Regions from separate parts of the Sus scrofa genome. Here regions 1 and 2 are each linked to region 3. Evidence: chromatin contacts called from public HiChIP or PLAC-seq data. All regions are on one chromosome and are shown on one strand. The core of a region is the stretch at or near the end of the contact, and the rest is flanking DNA. Distances in the headings are between cores, read along the strand shown.

Evidence for each region. HiChIP or PLAC-seq counts read pairs in DNA pulled down with a chosen protein or histone mark.
Region 1: a contact with region 3 is called in an H3K27ac HiChIP or PLAC-seq map of alveolar macrophages. The contact joins two enhancer-like sites. A contact is called at or near these places in 2 of 47 Hi-C or Micro-C datasets (embryonic fibroblasts and epiblast stem cells) and 1 of 2 datasets of contacts at active chromatin or transcription factors (alveolar macrophages).
Region 2: an H3K27ac HiChIP or PLAC-seq map of alveolar macrophages shows a contact between it and region 3. The contact joins two enhancer-like sites. A contact is called at or near these places in 1 of 47 Hi-C or Micro-C datasets (embryonic fibroblasts) and 1 of 2 datasets of contacts at active chromatin or transcription factors (alveolar macrophages).

The regions. Positions count from the first base shown.
Region 1 is chr17:50,468,255-50,471,485 of Sscrofa11.1, reverse strand. The region is part of intron 1 of PREX1 (phosphatidylinositol 3,4,5-trisphosphate-dependent Rac exchanger 1 protein); the gene reads left to right. Among named protein-coding and RNA genes, the nearest start is that of PREX1, 81 kb to the left of the region's middle. Within about 2 kb of position 1,780, at least 16 of the 83 cell types and tissues checked have an H3K27ac peak or open chromatin away from gene starts, as enhancers often do. A contact at or near this core is called in alveolar macrophages, where this site is marked.
Region 2 is chr17:50,441,601-50,444,989 of Sscrofa11.1, reverse strand. All of the region lies in intron 5 of PREX1 (phosphatidylinositol 3,4,5-trisphosphate-dependent Rac exchanger 1 protein), which reads left to right. Among named protein-coding and RNA genes, the nearest start is that of PREX1, 110 kb to the left of the region's middle. Within about 2 kb of position 1,834, at least 23 of the 83 cell types and tissues checked have an H3K27ac peak or open chromatin away from gene starts, as enhancers often do. A contact at or near this core is called in alveolar macrophages, where this site is marked.
Region 3 is chr17:50,618,929-50,622,291 of Sscrofa11.1, reverse strand. No RefSeq gene overlaps it. Among named protein-coding and RNA genes, the nearest start is that of ARFGEF2, 11 kb to the left of the region's middle. Within about 2 kb of position 1,346, at least 5 of the 83 cell types and tissues checked have an H3K27ac peak or open chromatin away from gene starts, as enhancers often do. A contact at or near this core is called in alveolar macrophages, where this site is marked.

The sequences.
Region 1 (3,231 bases), core at 531-3,030, 150 kb after region 3:
GTGGCATGGGTTCAATTCCTAGCTCAGGAACTTCCACATGCCATGGGGTGTGTGGCCAAAAAAAAAAAAAAAAAAAAAAAAGAAAGAAAGAAAAAAGGGCGAGCTTCCCTTGGGAGTTCAAGAGCAGGAAGTACCAAGAGCAGTGTGGGGAGGGAGGCAGGAGAGGGCAGGCCATCAAGAAAGGTGTGTCATCAAGCAGGTGACAGCTGTGGGTCCCAGGGCCCCTCGGGGAAACAGCATCACCCACGTGCCTCAGTTTCCTCATCTGTCTTTGTGGCCTGCTCCGCATGTGGGAGAGGGTCCTTAAGCCAAGAGGTGTGGGTGCTGGTGGCTTAAGTGGTGCTGAAGTGCACCCAGGGGTGAGAACCAAGGGACACGGGCGGGGTTTGGATGGCAGGGGCCTCCAAGTACACGGATTGACGTGGGTAAATGTGGAGGATGTGATGTGAGGTGGGACAAGCAAGTTGCTAAAAATCATGTCATTTATAGAAATAGTGTCACTGCCTGAAACAGCATTCTTTACTGCTTCTGGAGTCACACGTGCCCAGTAAGCGGGCGAAGGCACGTGTGGGAATGAGGAGCGCAAATCCAGGGCAGGGGGTGCCTTTCAGGAGGGGCAGGCGCCCAGGTAGCTCACCGCTCTCAGTAATGATCCGTTCTTCCTGTTTCTGCCTTGAGGTTTGATGTTCACAAGGCACATGGGTAACCTGCACGCATCTCAGGGGCTCACTGGTGAGGCTTTGCGTATACCTTCGCTCGCGTAACCACCGCTGGGGTCAAGAGTAGATGATGTCCAGCTGCCCCGAGGGCTCCCGCATGCCCCTGCCCAGTCTGCCCCTCCCCCAGGCTCAAATTTCTTTTTGAAATGGTGTAAGGAGTTCCCGCTGTGGCTCAGCAGGTTAAGAACCTGAGGTAATTTCTGTGAGGATGCGGGTTTGATCCCTGGCCTCGCTCGGTGGGTTAAGGGTCCAGCATTGCCACAAGCCTCGGTATAGGTTGCGTGCGGATGCTGTGCGGATCCAGTGTTGCTGTGGTTGTGGTGTAGGCCGGCAGCTGCAGCTCTGATTCAACCCCCTAGCCTGGAACCTTCCATATGCTGCCAGTGCAGCCCTAAAAAGCAAAAAAAAAAAAAAAAAAAAAAAAAAAAAGAAACAAAATGATCTAAAGCAAATTTGACATGCTAGTATTTGCCAAAACTGGGTAGCGATGTGTTTGTGGGTGTTAGTTACATTTTCCTCTGTTCTTTTGTGGGTCCTTGATGTAGTTTAGCAGCAGCAGCATAAAAAGAGGAGGACTTGGCCAGATGCGGGGAAGCGGCCTCGGTCGGCGGGGGGAGGCAGCGTGGACAAAGATTCTGAGGCCAAGGGAGAGTTTCGGGCAACCCTGGGAATCCTGAGAACGGGCTTGTCTCTAGGGGAGGTTTGCAGGATGAGAACTGCTTTTGGCCGACTGTTTCCAACCTGTCAAGGCTTGGACACGGAGTCACCCCAAGGATCCCTTTCACCACCCCGCCTGCACGGAGGGCATTGGCGCTGCCTGGAAAAGCCAGTTGTGCCTCGGGCAGCACGAGGACTGGACCCAGAGCCCCCGCCTGCCCATTCTTTCCGGGTCACGAGCTGCCCATTATGCCCATCACACCAGCCTGTTTGCGGCTTCTCTGTGGGTGGCCCGGGCCTCGCATTGTCCCGGCACAATAGTGGTGGCCGTGCTCTTGTGGGGAAAGTGGGACAGGAAGCCTCGATCTAGGCCAGCTGCGCTGCACTCCCAGCTTCCTGTTCTCTCTGGCACTGCTGGGTGAGGCTGCCTTTGTCCCCGTCTGGGGAGGCTCGAGGCTGACTTCCCGGCAGCATCGCAGGCCCTGTTAAGACATCCTCTAGGAACTCCTGTCTCCTGACCCCTCTATGCACTGGCCTTTAAAAAGAAAGACATCAGGCTTCCAAGTGTCCTGAGGTGAGGCTCCTGCCATGTGTCAGGCACTGTGCCAGGCCAGTGTCATCCCTTCCTTTGCTTTGTGAGTGCTCACTCTGTGCCAGACGCTAGTCTAGGCCCTGGGGATACAGCTGGGAAGAAAAGAGGCAAGGACTCTGCCCTCATGGAGCTCTTACTCACTTGATCCTAATGCATCCTGAAAGGTAGGACTGTATTGCTATCATCTACGTATTTGGGAAGAGTAAACAGAATACAGAGAGGCCAGGGCACTTTCCTGAGGTCACACAGTGGGCAGGAGGAAGAATGCAATTTCATCCCAAATCAGTGGTTTCCAGTCCTGGCCTCTGTTGTCAGATTAGGGTAAAGATTTCATTCCAGCCAGGCTTCCTTCTTATTTTGGCCTTTTCCTTAGGAGCTGATGTAGGTCGCTTAACCTCAGTCTCTTTGTCTGACAAATGGGCTGTTAATACAAGATGAGAAGGGAATAAATGCATGAAGACAAGGAGGGCCTCCTGGAGGAGGTGACATTTGAGCTAAGTAAGGCCTGATGATGGGAGGAGCTGGCCCAGGACAGAACTGGGGGAGAGTATCCTGCAAGCAGGAACAGCATATGCAAAGGTCCTGAGGCTTTTTTTTTTTTTTTTTTTAAAGTGGTAGGTAGCCATGCAGGGTTTTAAGCTATGGATTGACAGGATCTGATTTACGTATTTATTTATTTATTTGTTTGTTTGTTTGTTTTTTAGGGCCGCACCCCTGGCATATGCAGGTTCCCAGGCTAGTGGCTGAATTGGAGCTACAGCTGCTGGCCTACACCACAGCCACAGCAACATGGGATCCGAGCCATGTCTGCAACTTATACCACAGCTCACAGCAACGCCAGATCCTTAACCCACTGAGCGAGGCCAGGGATTGAACCTGCAACCTCATGGTTCCTAGTCGGATTTGTTTCCACTGTGCCATGATGGGGCCTCCCTGATTTACATATTCAAAAGAATTCCTCTGGCTGTATATGTGGAGAGAGGAGCAGGGAGGAGTGATTGCATTAGTCCAGGCAGGAGGTGGTGGTGGCTTGGACCAGGTGGGTAGGTGAGGAAGCGGGGAAGCTGATGGCATTAGCTGACAGATGGAAATGGAGTGTCAGAGAAAGAGAGGGGGCGAGGATGCCTGGGAGAGGGTTTGGGTGGGAGCCCCTGGAAGGCAGAGGTGCCCTTCCCCAGGCTGGGAAGAGCTTGGCGGTGTGAGGGTTGGGAGGGCAGTTCAGGAGCTAGGTTTCAGGCGAGTTAAGTTTGCGATGGCCTCGCA
Region 2 (3,389 bases), core at 585-3,084, 180 kb after region 3:
AGCTTCAGAGTCAGCTTCTGGGCAGATCCCCAACTTGGGGTTGGCTCTGCTGCCATCCACTGCTTTCAGCCCAGGGTTTTCAGCCCTTGGAGATGGTGGCTGTGGTCCTGAGGCCACTCTGGCTCCGTCCTGAAGTCCTTGCATCTGACAGCTATTCCCTGGGGTCCCTGCTGGTAGATTAATTTGGCTGATGGTGCCTCATTCTCATACCTGCTCAGTGGGGCCACGTGCATCACTGCTCCATGAACTGGAAGGGAGAGAGGAGGAGAAAAATACTAGGGGGTTTTTGAACTTACCTTTCTGCAAGCCTGTGAGTTGGATCATTCCCTTTTGGATGCCATCAGCTCTGCCTATGAACACAGACCTTTAGCGTGTGTAGCCATGGGTGGTGGGACCCCAGTCTCCCTGTGCCTCCTCCGACCTGCTGCTTGTTTATCCCTCCCAGGGATCTGCAAGAACCATCTACAGTTGTTCTTGCAGCTGCTTTGATCCCCAAACAGGTGCCAGAAATGCCATACGTGGCTCAGCCCTTCACCTTGGTGCCACAGCTTCAGGTGGAACTTGTAAATTGGTAACCCGTAGACTGCAGAGGACCTGCAGAGGTGCTTTATTTGCTTTGTTTGGTGTGTTCTTCAAACTTGAATTGGTTGCTGGCATTAAAGAGGTTGTATTCTGTCATGGTTTAGGACAGAGGTTGGCAAAACTGTGGCCTGTGAGCCAGATCCAGCCCATGGGCTATTTTTGTAAAATAGCTAAGAATGGTGTTTACATTTTTTAAAAGGATTGTTAAAAAAAGCCCCCAAAACAAAGAAGAATATGTGACAGAGGCCGGATGTGGCTAGTGAAGCTTAACATATTTACAGCCTGGCCCTTTACAGAAAAAAATTTGCTGACCCCTGGATTAGAGCCAGGCTTTGCAGTCACAGGCTGTCTGGGTTGAATTCTAGCTCTATCATTTACTGGCTGTGTGACCTTGGGAAAGTCACTTCCTCGTGCCTCAGTTGCTCATCTGTAATACAGTGTCTATATGAATAGTACTGATAGGATTGATGATTAAACATTTATTTACTTAATTCTTAGAGCAACCTGATGAGGTAGGCACTGTGATCGACCCACTTTTAGAGATAAGAGGCACAGAGAAAGGAAGTGGCCTGTTTAAGGCCATGCATTAGGTAAGCAGGAGGAACCATGATTGAATCTGGTTAGTCTGATTCTAGAGCTCTGCCCCCAGCTGCACTGCATGTTGAGAAGCACTTGGAGAATTAAGTTGCCGAAGTGCTTGGGTGTTGGGGATGCGCCCTCCTCAGTTCTCCAGCTGGGTCCCTGGGAAGGTGGGGGGCCTTGTGTGTTGTGGCTCCGTGGCTGGTCTGCACCTTCTCTCCTGGGGTTCAAAGCCTTGAATATCTGACCCATTAGGAGAACCGCAAGCTACAGCCCCAGAACCTAGTCAAGGTTCCCTTGGCTTTAACGCTTTGGTTTGGATCTTGGGAAGGTCTGGGATCCCAGGAGTGGCCACTTGGAATGGCATTTTCTGTAATGTATTTGAACAACCGGTGGGGTTGGACCCCTGTGTGTCCTGCTAGGCTCTAAGCTCTCGATTTGAGGTCCAGGTACTTCTGAGGCCTGCTCAGCCCCAGGGGCTGCAGTCTGGTCCCATGGGATTCCTGGACTCTGGATTCCCAGGAGAGCAGAGAGAAGGACAGGACCGGTTGGCAGCTGGTAGAGGAGTAACTGCCCACAGGAAACAGTGAGGAAGCACAGCTGTGGGTTTCCCTCCAGACCAAAGGGCTGTTTACAGGGCCCATTTCCTCAGACTCCAGCTGTGTTTATCTGGGGCTCAGGGAGCTCTGGGGACCCGCCAGCAGGGCTTGAGATTCCTGTGGGGACATGCCATGCTCCCCGTCCAGCAGAATTGCTCAGAGTGTCCTGGCCTTTGGCACCTACAGCTGGAACGTTTGCATCAGAAAACAGCTGGGATGGAGGGGAACTCTTCCTGCCCCTCCTGAGTTCCGCTTCTGTCACGTTTTCCAATGGTTCTCCAAAGATGATCCCCTGAGCTTGGGGCAGCTGAGCCCCAGCCCTCTGTCCTGCCCCCGCTCCCTCCCGTTCTGAGGCCCTTGCAGATGTCCCCGAGGCCTTCTGAGCCCCCTTGTTTCAGATGAACTTGGAATCGAGTAGGCGAACCGGGTCGAGGAGCCTGCGTGGGAAGGGGGAAAGAGGCGAGAATGAAAGCCTCTTTGGGAACAGCCCCAGAAGCTCAACTTGAACGTGGCCTAAGAATAGCCAGAACATTCTATTTCAGCTTCAGCCCAGGCCTGGGATAGACAGTTGGCATTTTCAGGCTCTGTTGAGTTTTCCATCAACGTTTCCAAGAAAGTGATTCAGATTTGGGGTGATGCCCCCAGGGCTCACATGGCAGGTGCCCGAGGGGAGACCCACTGTCACTGACCCTATCAGTTGTTGCCTGGGGATGAGCGGATCTCACTGGCACACAGAGCTTCCAGTCTCAGGCTGGACCCACAAGGGCCTGGTACATAACAGAAGAGGGTTGAGGCCGGTGGGGCCAAACCCAGGGGGCACATCTGTGTGAAGGTGGCAGCTGCCACTCCAGTCCCCTTTTCCCTTAGTGTCCCGCCTCTCTGACCCTTCTTCTCGGTCTCCTTTGCAGGTTCCTCACCTTCTAGACCTCCAGGTGTAGGTGGGCCCCAGGCCTCAGTCCATGGGCCTTTTTCCTGTATAGACTTGCACCTGCAATGGCCTCATCCACTCTCTGGCATTTTTTTTTTTAAGTATATTTAAAAGTTGTGCAACCATCACCACAATAATTTTAGAACATTCTCATCCCCCAAAGAAACTCTGGATCCACGAGCAGTCACTTCCCTTTTCCCTCCCCACCCCGGCAAGTACTCAGCTACTTTCCGTCTCTGTGAACTTGCTGACTCTGGACAGTTCTAGGTGAAATCACATAAAAATAGCCTTTTGTGTCTGGCTTCTTTCACTTAGCGGAGTGCTTTCAGGGTTCATCCCCGTTGTAGGATACATCACAACTTCATTCATTTTCGTGGCTGAGTAATTAATATTCCATTGCGCGGGGTTAGCACGTTTTCTTTATCCTTTCTTCAGTGGATGGGCCCTTGGGTTGTTGCCACTTTGCGGTGGTAATGAGTTGTGCTGCTATGAACAGCCACTCAGAAGCTTCTCTGTGGACATTCCTATGGCTTTAGACCCCGTCTCTGTCTGGTGACTTCCAGCCTGGACGTCTCACCTCAACTCTAGACTCGGCCCCCTGCCACTTGGCTTTTCCCCCTGCATGTCTCACAGTTGTCTCCTGTCTGCCATGTACAGAAGCAAGTGCTTGGCTCTCCCTTCCTCTTCGACCCGTCTCCCCT
Region 3 (3,363 bases), core at 97-2,596:
GGTTTCTAATGTGGAGAAATAGACAACACGGAAATTAAGGCGGGGGGAGGTGGTGGAAGCCTTATTTGGGTCGTATTTTAATTTTTCACCAAGAATGAGTTGTGGCAGGTTTAAAACAAGTCCACACATTCTTTGACACTCCTCGCCTTGAGAGGTGAGGTCAGGTTCCCCAACCCTTGACACACCTGGTGGGCTTTTGATACCACATCAACTAATAGAGTAGAACAGAAGTGATGCTGTGTATTTTTGAGGCTAGATCATAAATAGTGGTTCCGTTTTCACTTTGCTCATGGAAACACTTGAGCTTGTGCCCTCAGTTGTCATGTAACCAGGCACACTGCCCTCGGTCCACCATGCTGTGAAGAAGCCCAAGCACCCCATCTGGAGAGTCCAGGCGGAGAGAGAGAGATGCTGGGCCCCGCACCCTCCCAGCTGCTCAGGCTCCTGCTGTCCCAGGTCTAGTCACCATCAGGCTGCAATCACAGAAGAAATTTCCAGCCAGAACTGCCAAACCACACCCTTACTGAATTCCTGACCCACAGAAACCATGAGCGTTGCTGAATGTTGGCTGTTTTAAGCCACTGAGTTGTTTTATTTATCTTTTGCTTTTTTAGGGCTGCACCTGTGGCATATGGAAATTCCCAGGCTAGGGGTTGAATCAGAGCTACCGCTTCCAGCCTACACCACAGCCACAGCACCACGGGATCTGAGCTTCATCTACGACTTGCACCATAGCTCATGGCAATGCCAGATCCCCAACCCACTGAGCGAGGTCAGGGATGGAACCCTCATCCTCATGGATATTAGTCAGATTCTTAATTTCCTGAGCCACAACAGGAACTCCAAGCCACTGAGTCTGGAGGTGATTTGTTCTGCAGTGCAATAACCAGAGCAGTTATTTAATCAAAAATAACTTGATGACAGAGGGAAAGAGGCTAAGAGGGAATATTCAAAACAGGAAAACTTCCTCTGTTTTCTCGTCGATAGGGGTTGGTAAATGCAGGCAGCTTCAAGACAAATGTAGATGGTTAAATGATGAGGTCTCAGGAACTATTTGAACGTGAGGATGGGGGAGAGTAGAGAGTCTAGGACCAACCCCAGGTTTCTTGTTTGGGAAACCAGTTAGGCATTTACCAAGCCAGGGAACACAGGGAAAAGTGGTTTCATAAGGAGAAGGTTGTTATAGACGCCCCAATTTCAAGATGACACCTTCCAATGGACATTCACCTTAAGCAATGCCAGCCTACCCCAAAACGCAGTATTTTCCTTTTCATGAAAGGGAGAGAAGACGCTTCACCCCACCTCCATCGTCAACCTTAATGCAATTTATCTATTGTCCATCAGAGGGCGCCAATGCTCAGGCAGTTGCGATAGACCCACCACCTGATCCTATTCCACAGCCCCCTGAAGTTAAGGAGGGAAAAGGCTTTGGCTTCCTCATCTTGCCTGAGAGTCATTCTAGCGCTACCTTGGCACCAAAAGAACATGCGATAGCTCTGTCATGGGTGAGTTTGGTACTGGCTGATTTTATCCCCCAGAGCTAATCAGGAAAAAAAAAAAAAAAATCTCCCTCACTGCAGTTTTCCATGAGCCCATTTACAGTCTGAGGACTTAATTTTCATTGCCTCTCTTGTGTGAATATCAGCCAAGTTTGGTTCTGCTACACTGATGCTTTTGTCCTATACTCCGTACGACCTCCGTCTCTCATCTGTGACCTTCTCTTTTGCGACCTTTTCTCATTTCTGTGCTCCCAGCCGTGCATTGTAAGCCTGGAGAGTTAATAATGATTCCTCCCCACGAATTCAGCTATAATGTCCCTGAATGCCCCATCCCCCGAATTCTCCAGAGGGTTTTAGGAAGGGGGGGTGGGGGGCCTCAGGGTCTTCCGGAGCCCAGCCCTCTGAAGTCTGCTGCCCCAGGTACCTTTTATTTCTTCTTGATGGTGCCGGGACCCCACATGGCTCCTAACCCTCCTGGAGTCAGGCAAGTGCTGCTGCTTCCCTCTCAAACCTTCCCTGGGTGGCAGGCACTTTAAGGCTAATTTCCAAGCTGGATCCTATCAGAGGTGATGGTTCTCAGAAGAGACAAGACCAAACCCTCCCACTGTTTTCATGAATGCCCCGACTGGAAGAGATTATTTGGCAATAGAATCTCTGCTCCTAAAGGTACCAAGACTCTAGGAATTGCAGATTTTCTCTGGTCTGGTAAAAATTATCTCCCAGACTTATGGGTGCATAGAATTCATCTCTGCCCGCTCAGATCTCTGCTCCCCACCTGGTTTTCCCGCAGTCAAAACTAATTTCTGTCTCTGGATTCTCTTGTTGCTTGTGCCTCGATTAAAGTAATTATCCTGTTTTTTTTTTTTTTTTTTTTGGAGTCTGAAGATTTGCAGGGCAACAAACACTTTTTTTCTAGAGCTGGGGTACCCAACATTCCCCCCCCCCAAACACACACAGCCTGGCTAGACAATGTGCAGGATTTTCTTTGTTTTTTTTGTTTTTCTTTTTTTCACCAATTCATGGTACTTTGGGGATAACAGCAATGTAGTGAAATTTTTATGAACTTAAACAACTGCTGTTTATTCAAATATGTACATCTTTTTCCCTTTTTTGAGAGGGTGGTGCTGGTTAAAATATTCTTTGTGAAGTAATGATGAAAATATATCTTAAATTTCCTTTTATCTTCAAAGTCTTTACTTGGCAATGTAAAAAAGAGACCATCTTTTGTAAGGCTCCAAGTCATTTGTTTTATCTTAAAGAATTTTTACTGGCCTTGAAAAATCCCAGAGCCTGGGAACCATTGTCCCACCACACCCAGCACAGTCCCCGAAGCAGAAAATATCCAATTGCATATAACCCAACCCCTTCTACTCCAAGGCATATACTCAAAAGAACTAAAAACAAGGTACACGGAATTATGTACAAGAATGTTCTTAGTAGCACTATTCACAATAGCTGAATTGAAACAACCTAAATGTCCATCAACTGATGAATGTATTAAAATGTGGTATCATACAATGGAATATTATTTTATAAAAAAGAATGAAGTACTGATACATGCTACGATGTAAACAAATCTTGAAAACATGCTAAATGAGAGAATCTGGATGCAAAAGGACAAACATGGTATGATTCAGCTTATATGAAATATATCAAATATGTAATTTCATAGAGACAGAAAATAGAGAAGAGATTACTAGGGGTTGGGAGGGAGAGGACAAGGGGGAATTATTTTTTAATAACAATAACAGAGTGTTTTGAGTGATGAAAAATTGGAAATAGACAGCGATGATGGCAGTACAACATTACAATGCCATTGAATTGTATGCTTAAAGTGACAAATTTTATATTACATAGGTTTTAC